2 separate regions of the Ovis aries genome follow, and region 1 is linked to region 2. A link is a contact called in public Hi-C data. All regions are on one chromosome and are shown on one strand. The core of a region is the stretch at or near the end of the contact, and the rest is flanking DNA. Distances in the headings are between cores, read along the strand shown.

The links. Hi-C and Micro-C count contacts between places; a contact is called where the count stands out from the background.
Region 1: a Hi-C map of hypothalamus shows a contact between it and region 2, with 2.7 times the contacts expected there. The contact joins two enhancer-like sites. A contact is called at or near these places in 4 of 16 Hi-C or Micro-C datasets (hypothalamus, liver and tail adipose tissue).

The regions. Positions count from the first base shown.
Region 1 is chr18:24,227,290-24,232,082 of ARS-UI_Ramb_v3.0, forward strand. All of the region lies in intron 12 of ARNT2 (aryl hydrocarbon receptor nuclear translocator 2), which reads left to right. Among named protein-coding and RNA genes, the nearest start is that of ABHD17C, 120 kb to the right of the region's middle. Within about 2 kb of position 2,187, at least 3 of the 54 cell types and tissues checked have an H3K27ac peak or open chromatin away from gene starts, as enhancers often do. A contact at or near this core is called in hypothalamus, where this site is marked.
Region 2 is chr18:24,113,171-24,117,757 of ARS-UI_Ramb_v3.0, forward strand. It overlaps ARNT2 (aryl hydrocarbon receptor nuclear translocator 2), which reads left to right. Exons shown (of 19, transcript NM_001308560.1): 3 at 879-926. Among named protein-coding and RNA genes, the nearest start is that of ARNT2, 46 kb to the left of the region's middle. Within about 2 kb of position 2,866, at least 8 of the 54 cell types and tissues checked have an H3K27ac peak or open chromatin away from gene starts, as enhancers often do. A contact at or near this core is called in hypothalamus, where this site is marked.

The sequences.
Region 1 (4,793 bases), core at 937-3,436, 110 kb after region 2:
CCCCTCTGTTGCCACCCTGCTTGCTTCCCTCCCTGTCCTGCCACGTGTTTGTATTGGACGCCCTCGCTGTTCATCTCTCCTTGACCCCCGAGAACCTGGTGTGGTACCAGCTCCGCTAACTTGCTCGCCCAGAAGCCACCAGGGACCCCCGTCAATAACCCGTTCTCACTGGTCATTTTTCCCTGTCAAGCCATCTCCTCTCTCTTTACATCTTACCCCTTGACTGACCTGATGCTCTGATTCTTCTTACACCTCCTTCTCCTAGTCAAGACTTTCAGTGGTAAGAATAGCAGGAGTAAATCTAGTTAAGTTGTAGATCCACTAATGCAAAAAGGTAACTTTTTTTTTTTTCGCTGGGCCTGTGCCATGTGGGATCTTATTTCCCTGACCAGGGATTGAACCTGCACCCCCTTGACCACAGTGGAAGCATAGAGTCTTAACCAGTGGACCACCAGGCAAGTCCCATATCTTTATTATTTTTTAATATCTGACTCTGTCTAGTCACTGCTTGGTAAACTCGGTCCAGTGAAGGAGTTTTTGCCTCTCCCACTCTTCCCGACTTGGGCAGGAGAAGGAGCAGAGTGGTGCCTGTTAGTGCTGGGCCTGTGTCCTGCCCTGGCCTTGGAGAAAATGACGAAGCTCGAGAAACAGGAGGAAGAGTGAGATACGCAGGGTGTAGAATCTCGAAGCTCCTTCTTTGTTCAGCAGTGGGGAGTGTAGAGGTGAGACACAGGCCAGACCTGCAGGGCTTTCTAGGAGGAAGTAACAGGTGGGCTCATTGACGTGGAGCTGGGTTTGGGCAGTGGGAGCCCCAGGGTATAAGGCTGAACCGAACAAGAGAGTAGGTCTGCTCAGCATCTGTTCAAACTGCAGCTCATCTGCAGGCTCACCTCACCTGTCCCAGCCCCACCAGCTACCTGTGCCCAAAGCTATGGAGATGGGCCAGCCTACCACCATGCCAGGCCCCGGGCGGCATCCTAGAACGTCCACCGTTTTGGTGCCAGTGTATTAACCAGCTCTTAGTGATGGCTGCCTCCTCCTATGATCCCGCCCCTCCTCTCTTCTGTTCACCTGTCTGCCTTCCTCCCCACACCTGGGCTCTCTCCTGGTCCTCGCTCTGCGTGTGTGATGCCTGGTGTCCATGGCCTGATCCAGGGAACCTCGGAGGGTGTGGTGGAAGCAGCCCGCCTGTCACTGAAGCCACTTACACGCAGGCCGCGCTCAGCAGTAGAGAGCAGGGTCCCAGGCTGGGGATCTGCAGAGTCCTCTGGATTTGGGGCAGAAGAACAGACTGAAGCTCCCCTTTTGGGGGTTTTTGGTTGTCTTATATTTACGACTGTTCTTTTGTTTGTTTGGTTCTCTGCATCTTCGTTGCTCTGCACGGGCTTTCTTTAGTTGTGGTGTGCAGGCTTCTTATTGCAGTGGCTTCTCTTGGTGCAGAGCACGAGCTCCAGAACTCAAGCTTCAGTAGTTGTGGTGCACAGGCTTAGGTGCTCCGAGGCATGTGAGATCTTCCCAGACCCCTGTCCAGGGATTGAAACCGTGTCCTCTGCATTGGCAGGTGGATTCTTAACCACTGGACCACTGGGGAAGTCCTCACCATGCTTCATTCACTTCCAACATGAATGCAAGCTTCAGCACTCACAGTTGCATGCTTTGTTGTGACGCAACACAATGGATGGTCACTGAGCACCTGTGCCAGGCGTCCAGTACTCTCAGGATGCCTCTGCTCTGGTCCCTGCCACCCCAGGTGTCCATCACATGGAGAGCGTGAGAAGTGAGTGGCAGGAGGGAGGAAGCACAGGAGGGAGTAAAAGGCCACAAGGAGGGCACAGGGGAGGCAAAGAAGCAACAACTTACACCCAGGGCCTCTGAGAACGCATCCCTAGCAGGTAGTGTCACAGAGGGGCCTGGAAGGAAAGGAAAGCTCCCTCCTCCTAAAAGCAGCCACAGGCAGAGGCTCTGACCTATTTTCCTGGAAGTCAGGCATCACGGACAAAACAGAACACTGTCCCGGGGGTGTCCTTACATCTCTTCTCAGAACGATCACTACCCACAGCTCACTGAGACTGGACAGAGTGAGGAGCCCCCCCACACACACACACACACAGACTCACAGCAGAGGCTGATTTAAGGGCCTCTGGGTGAGGATGTAGCAAATGTTGCCTGTGGACAGCAGAGGGCAGTGACAGCCATCGTGTGAACAGTCCGGCTTCCAGTTTGTACCTGACTGTCCTCACCAGCAATAGGCAGACTTGTTGTGGAAAGGTTCTTTGATGCTCTCTGCCTGTGGGAGAAAGGGGGAATTGCAAACCCAGTTGCATTCTGTCCGGAGCATCCAAAAGAAACATCCCAGGGAAACAGAGTGTGAATGGTTAGCATTGGAAGCTGCTGAAAGGGAGGCCTCTTTGTCCCCTGCTTGCCTGTTTTCCTATCACATCGAGGCAGGAAAAGGGAAAGTCCAGAAAACACAGGCTCCCATTTTACATGCTGGAGGCCCAGCTTTGAAAAGTGCCCGTGTCGATGTCGGGGATGGACACCGTCAGGGAGACACACTGTAGGCTGCCGCTGAGCAGGAGTCGTTCGCACGACCCAGGCACTGTGCCTTCCTATGCGCCCCCCCTCCTTAATGGGGGATTGAAAGCATTCCTGTGCATCTGCTGGGGCTGAGCACACACCCTCCTGTGCGACCACCCCTTACAGAGTCACTGTGTGTCTACATGACCACAGCTGCATGTTGTGCTGGTGTGTATGTGTGTCCCTGAAACTCCACGGTCCCCATGTCTTCCGGGATGGCTTCCTGGTGGGCCCAGCCCACCTGGCCACTGGTTGGCAGGATGTGCGAGCAGAGAATAAAAGGAAGCAAAGAAAACCTACAGGGAAGGTGTTGTTCCTGGTCTGTGCAGAGTTTAGAGTCAGGAAGGAGCCGAAACACCTTGTCAAATCACCAAGCCCCATCTTATCTTGGGTCCACCTCTCGTCCACCTGCAGCAGACAGCTGGCAGAGAGCAGGGGCCCACAGATTCTGTCTGGGGTCCTCTCTGGCCCACTTTCTCCTCCTCTGCCTCTGCCTCCATCAAGGCTTCACCATCTCCCAGGTGACCATCCATCATCCCCACTGGCCGGTGCTCCCTGCCTTCCATCTGGCCCTGGAAGCATCTCTCTAAAACCGCACTCAGGCTGCTCCCTGTCCTGGATCATACCAGTTCCGAACCCTTTCACAGGCACCCAGAGCCCTTCACAGGGGGCATGCAGATGGTGCTCGATCCATGGGGGTGGGGGACAGGATATTATTATCCTTGCTCTGGTCAGCTGAGCTTGCCCGCCCCCTGGCCCCCGCCACCCTGATGGCTGTGAGCTGGATTCCTGTTACTCCCAGGGGTACGATAGCAGGCTGCCCCCGACTGCCCCCTTAATGGCTGGTTGCTCACTTACTCTGGCTGAGTAAAAACCTCTGTCCTGGGAGCATCAGAGATAATTGACAGCATCTGCCAGCATGCTGCACCTCCTGATGCAGAGCGGCCACTCTGACAGGAAGCCCGTGCTTGCTGTGTCTGTTTGCTGATCGTTAGCTCTGGGCCCCAGCTAATGGGTGGTGGGCGGGGGCAGCAGTCTGTGGAACGGGATCCGGTTCCCTCCCGTGTGCTATCGGGCAGCTTTCAGCCCAGCCACCGTGTTTCTCCCTCTCTGGAATTTGCAAGCACACCAGGGTTTATTTTCATTCCGTTGCCATGAAATGTCCGAGAAAGCTCCTCGGACCGCTTCTCAGGATGGGGCAGCCCGCAGGTCAGCACTTCTTCCCCACATGCTCAGCTGCGGAAGCGGAAACCAAAGGCCCAGACTGAGCATCTCATGTCCAGACCACAGGGACGGTGAGGTTGGCATCCTGGATCTTTGCCAGCCAGGCCTGAGACTTTGTTTTCTTTCTACATCCCAGAGAAAGTCACTGTCTGTGGTCTCAGAGCCCCCAGAGCTCAACAGAGCAGAGAGCAGACACCCGTTGTAACACCTCTGGCTCTGATCACGTCTGGTCATGCTTCTGTGCTAACTAAAGCCCTCGCCCTCCTCCATGCATCACAGACACACCCCAGGGCGCAGAGCTGGGCAAGTGGAAAGGGCTGGGTTTCTGCCCTGTTCACCCCACGCACCAGGCCCCCCAGCACAGCAGCACAGCTGCTCACTCATCAAGATTCTGTGCTTGGGCTGGACACCAGGGCTGCACCACGAGTTCGTAGTGGTCCTTATTTCCTGGAAAACCTCTTCTGTGTTCAAGGTTGAGCGTCTGAAAGCTTATGAAAGGAAGAAGGCGGTGGTCCATGGATTCCTGCCCTGGAGGGGAGCTCACTGCTACAAAAATTCCACAAAAATCCCAAAGCACAGAGTTGTTTTCTCCTGCCTGGTGGCTCAGGATGGTGTCTTAGGCTCACAGCTCTTGGGATGGGACATGTAGAAAGGTGGTTCCTATACACCTTTCGGATGGAGTTCAGGGGCTGATGCCAGACACACTTGGTTTTGAATCCTGGGTTTGCCGTACTGACCAGTGTCTCCCTGGGCACGTCACTGAACTCTCTGAGCCTCAATTTCTTTATCTGTAAAATCAGTCATTTCTCAGAGATGTGAAAACGTTGATGAGGTTCTGGCTCTGAGTACCACACTTGGATTTTAGAGGGCATGCCAATGAGAGATGAGGGTGCCCACAGGATATAAATCAAAGTAAAACAGCAAACCTGTCAAGTCAGAATCAGAAAATACAGAAAGTTGTCATTTTTCAATAGACGATTTTATCAATTCTT
Region 2 (4,587 bases), core at 1,616-4,115:
TCAAAACATCTGTACTGTTTCTATTTTGTTCCCGAAGACTCTGGGTACACCTCGTACTAATTAACTGTTCTGCCCTAACATCTTCAAGGAGTAAAATTAATTGACATTGGAGAGGGCTGCTTTGTTGTTTTTCTTTTTTTTTTTTTTTGAGAAGGAGAGGTTGGGATATCAGCTAAACAAATATCAGTCATAACTTTTCTATGTTTGTTTGGAGAGACCCAGTAAAGTGGGAATCTGAGTATATCTTGGGTGAGTTTCCATAAGCAGACGGCCATTCTGACTAGCTCAGGCACTAAACAACTGTATCTCCTCCCACATCCATTTACCTGGACCCAGAGTTTATAGGGTAATGGCCTTAAATGCCTTTTCACTTAGACTCATCGAGGCCAGCCAAGTCGTCACATGGCACAACCAGCAGTATGTCTTCTTTGCCTCTAAAGCTTCTTGTTTCCAAGCTCCCTGGAGCTCTCTCCATCTGTTAATATACCACTAGATAGTCAAAGGAGGAAGTCCAGTGTCGATGCACGACGTGGAGGGGTGCAGGTGTCCCCAGAGATGGTGGGGGATAAGGGGTGCTGACTTCTCCAGCGCGGCAGCCTGTAAAGGGTTCTTGAAGGGTCGAGTCAGTATTTCAGCACTGTGCAGAAGCCCTCAACCATGTGATTAATGACGCTGGTACCGTAGACCTTTCATTTTGCCTTTTCTTGTCCCAAACCTATTTGAGGACTGTGTAGAGATACTGTTTATTGCACTGTCAAGGGCTGGGATTGTTGGAGAGCAGTCTGACCAAATCAACCCCAGTCTGAGGCAACAGCTCATATGTCCAGTTAAATGTTCTACTTCTAATGAACGCTCACTTGTGAACTTGACTTTTCCAGAATGGACTTTGATGATGAAGATGGCGAAGGTCCCAGCAAGTTTTCAAGGTGAGTTTCCTTTATGTTCCCTAGATTTAAAGAAGCCCAAACAACCAGTTATCACCTTATTGAAATGTATAGGGGTTTGAATGTCTTTTGTCATTGGAAAAAACCATTGTCTGTTACATGGCATGGGAGGGAAGTTTGGGGGGAGAATGGATATGTGTATATGTATGGCTGAGTCCCTTCTCTGTGCACCCAAAACTCCCATTGTTAAATGGCTGTACTCCAATACAAAATAATTTTTAAAACTTTAAAAAAATAAGAAAAAAGCCATTGCCTGTAGCTTGACGGCCTTGTCCTTCATTCTATGCTTGGCTCAGGGACAGGTAACTCTTAGCAAAACCTGCCATATCCCAGCCTAGATTTTCAAAAGTTAAGTATTAACAAGTGATTGACTCTGTTAGCTTTTTAAATTAAACAGACTGCCAGTTTTAATGGATCCCTTTTTAAAAGACAGGCCTAGAGTTCAAGTTTAGAAAAACAATCAAGATAAAGCCTCTTTTTCTACCATGGGAAATAAAGAGAAATATGAGAAACCTGGGTGGCCCTGTTCTAGATGCAGAAAACTGGACCTTAAGTTCCTAGGAGCTACGTCACTCGCTGGCCACGTGACAGCATCTCCATCTAGGCTCTGCAGGGCTGTCTGGAGTGCAGACTGCCTTCCAGAAGGATGCTAGCCCGTGGGTGCCGTGATGGTAGGTGCATCACTTACATGAAGGGTGAGGCGTGCCCTGTCCCGAGGCTCTTTATTATTATTATTATTATCTTGTTTTAAGTTACGGGAGAAAGTTTGGCAATGTTGAGAAAAAGAGCAAAGATCATTCCATCAATCTTAGCAAACTTCCCATCTACTTCTGTTTACTTATGAAAGAACCTGCCTTGACATTCCTCTCCCCACCACCCCCCGACCCCCACCACTGCCCAAGAATTCCTAATTCTTGGTTGCTAATGAAATTGCAAACCTACCCCGGGTGATGGGTACCTTTCTCTGGTATGCACAGCCCACAGTTTGAACTGACAGCCTCAGTTATTTTATAAAAGTTTTTGAGGACTTCCCTGGTGGTCCAGAGGCTAAAACTTCACCTTCCAATGCAGGGGTGTGGGTTCGATCCCTGTTCAGGGAGCTAAGATCCCGCATGCCTCATGGTCAAAAAACCAAAACATAAAACAGAAGCAGGATTAGCATTATTGTAACAAATTCAATAAAGCCTTTAAAAATGGCCCACATTAAAAAAAAAAACAACCTTAAAAAAATTGTTTAGAAGAATGATGTCTGTATTGAACCTTGTACCCATGGCCTCCCCGTTTGCTCCTTCTCATGGAAGTCACTTTTGGTTGGGTTCCTTTTACCTGTATTATAGGTGTGAATTGAGCATCCTTTCCCCAAACCCAAGAGGAACAGGCACCTAGTTCCTATTCCTGGGCTTCCCTGGACTCTTCAGGTCCATGAAAGTCTCGACCTTGATTCACTTTCCTCCCTGAAAACTGAGTTCCATCCTCCACTCAGTTCCGGTGAGACAGGAGCGAGGAAGTGGAACCCTCTTTGATGTCTGATGACCCTTCTAATCAAATCAAGACACAGGTTTCAACAACAAGAGTATGTATTATTTTCCCCTGGGTGCAGACAGAACCCAAGCTTGGATGCCCACCTCTTTCGTAGGACACATATGAATAGCAGGGAGCACTGTGTTCCTGAAAGGAAGCTGGCCTGGGAAATAAGGGCACATGTCACCCCAGCTTGGTTTGTGCTAGCCTTACACAGCCTCCCTTTGTGAGGAAACAAAGCCTTGTGATTGCTCTGGATCAGTATTCCCCTGGAGATAACGTTCCATAGCGTGTTGACCTCAGGAAGCAACGGTTCCTGGGTCTCAGAACAGAAGGAGGAAGGGAGAGATGCGGAGTGACATTGGCTTGACATGGAAGATCAGTGTCAGTGCTGAAATAACAGTGCAGGGACACAGAGCACTCATTGTCCGGGGTCCCACCAGGAAGAAACAGAAATCCTAGACTCTGCTGTGAGCCTGCGCTTAAGTCAGGTTGTACATAAGTCAGGGTTCAAACCTGGACTTTTGTGAACCACATCCTTCCCCCTCCCCACTCATGAAAAATAAGAGGGAAAGATGAGGTGAGCTTACAACATATGTTGGTGCCGGTGGGAGCCTGGGGCCGCTTCAGTCTGACAGCAGAAGGGTTGATGGACCCGTCGGCTGCTGGGGACATCTGAGCTGCTCCCAGCTGGGGAGACCACTGAGTCCACCCCTGCCTTCGCTTTGCCAGCTGCGCTGGCCACCATCCAGAGGCAGGTCAGAGAGACTGCTGCAGGCTGTCTCCCTAGGCGGCAGGCATGGCATGCCTTGGGTCGGCTTCTGTTTCCTCCTCCTGTGTTCACAGTCAGCCGAGGGAGCCCTCAGGCCAGGTGTCGGAAGAGAGAGGGGCTGAGAGGCAGGCGTCTCGCCAGCAGAGTTTGCTGTCTCAGAACCCGGGCAGCATGCTGGGTCATGGTTTGTGTCACCCTGAGCTACCCTGGTGGCTCAGATGGTAAAGATACCCCCTGCAGTGCACGAGACATAGGAGACATGAGTTTGATCCCTGGGTCCAGAAGATCCCCTATAGGAGGGCATAGTAACCCACTCTAGTATTCTTGCCTGGAGAATCCCATGGACAGAGGAGCTTGGTAGGCTACAGTCTGCGGGGTCACAAAGAGTCGGACACGACTGAGTGAACCAGTAGTAGTAGATGTGTGTGCAGCCAGCTTTCCCAGCTTCTCTTGAGGGTGGTCCCAAATTCAAATGTCCCACCTGCTATCAGAGGTCGTGTCTCAATTTTGGATTTGGGGAATATGGTCACATTCACATAGGAGGTACATTGTAGCCAATTAGATTTGCTTCCTATGTTCTCACAGCAGGTCTCAGATGTTAAGCTGCTTGCAGATCACACAGATGTGCACATATGCATTTTTAAATAGATAAAAGAGGATTTATTTATATATGTGTGTGTGTGTGCTAAGTCTCTTCAGTCATGTCTGACTTTTCGACCCCACGGCTATAGCCCTTAAGGGATGGGATCCTCCAGGCAAGAGTACTGGAGTGGGTTGCCATTTCCTCCCCCAAGGGATCTTCGCAACCCGGGGACTGAACCCATGTCTCTTGTCTCTTGCATTGGCAGGTAGGTTCTTTACCACTATCGCCACCTGAGAAGCATATATATCCCCTGCCTTGATCCAAAAAATCCTGATGGTGGCTTAAAAAGGGATTGCAAAAAGTTTTTTAAAAGCTTATTTATTTTATTTGGCTGTGATTTATTTTATTTGGGGTTTCACTGCTGTGGGCAGGCTTTTCTAGTTGCAGCCAGCAGGGACTACTCTGTTGTGATGCGTGGGCTTCTCATTGTGGTGGTTTCTTTTGTTGCCACCACCATGAGAGAAGGGCTTGTGGGCTCTAGGCATGCAGGCTTCAGTAGTTGTGGCGCATGGGTTTAGCTGCTCCGAGGCACGTGGGATCTCCCCAGACCAGGGGTTGAACGGGTGTCCCTTGTGTTGGCAGGCAGATTCTTAACCACCAGGCAACCCCAAGTAACTTTCTGAAAAATGTTCAAAGTCTTAAAAAAATTACTCTTCCCCTAGAGCTAGCTGCTTCCAAACTTAATATTTTGCATGTTTTCTCTCTCT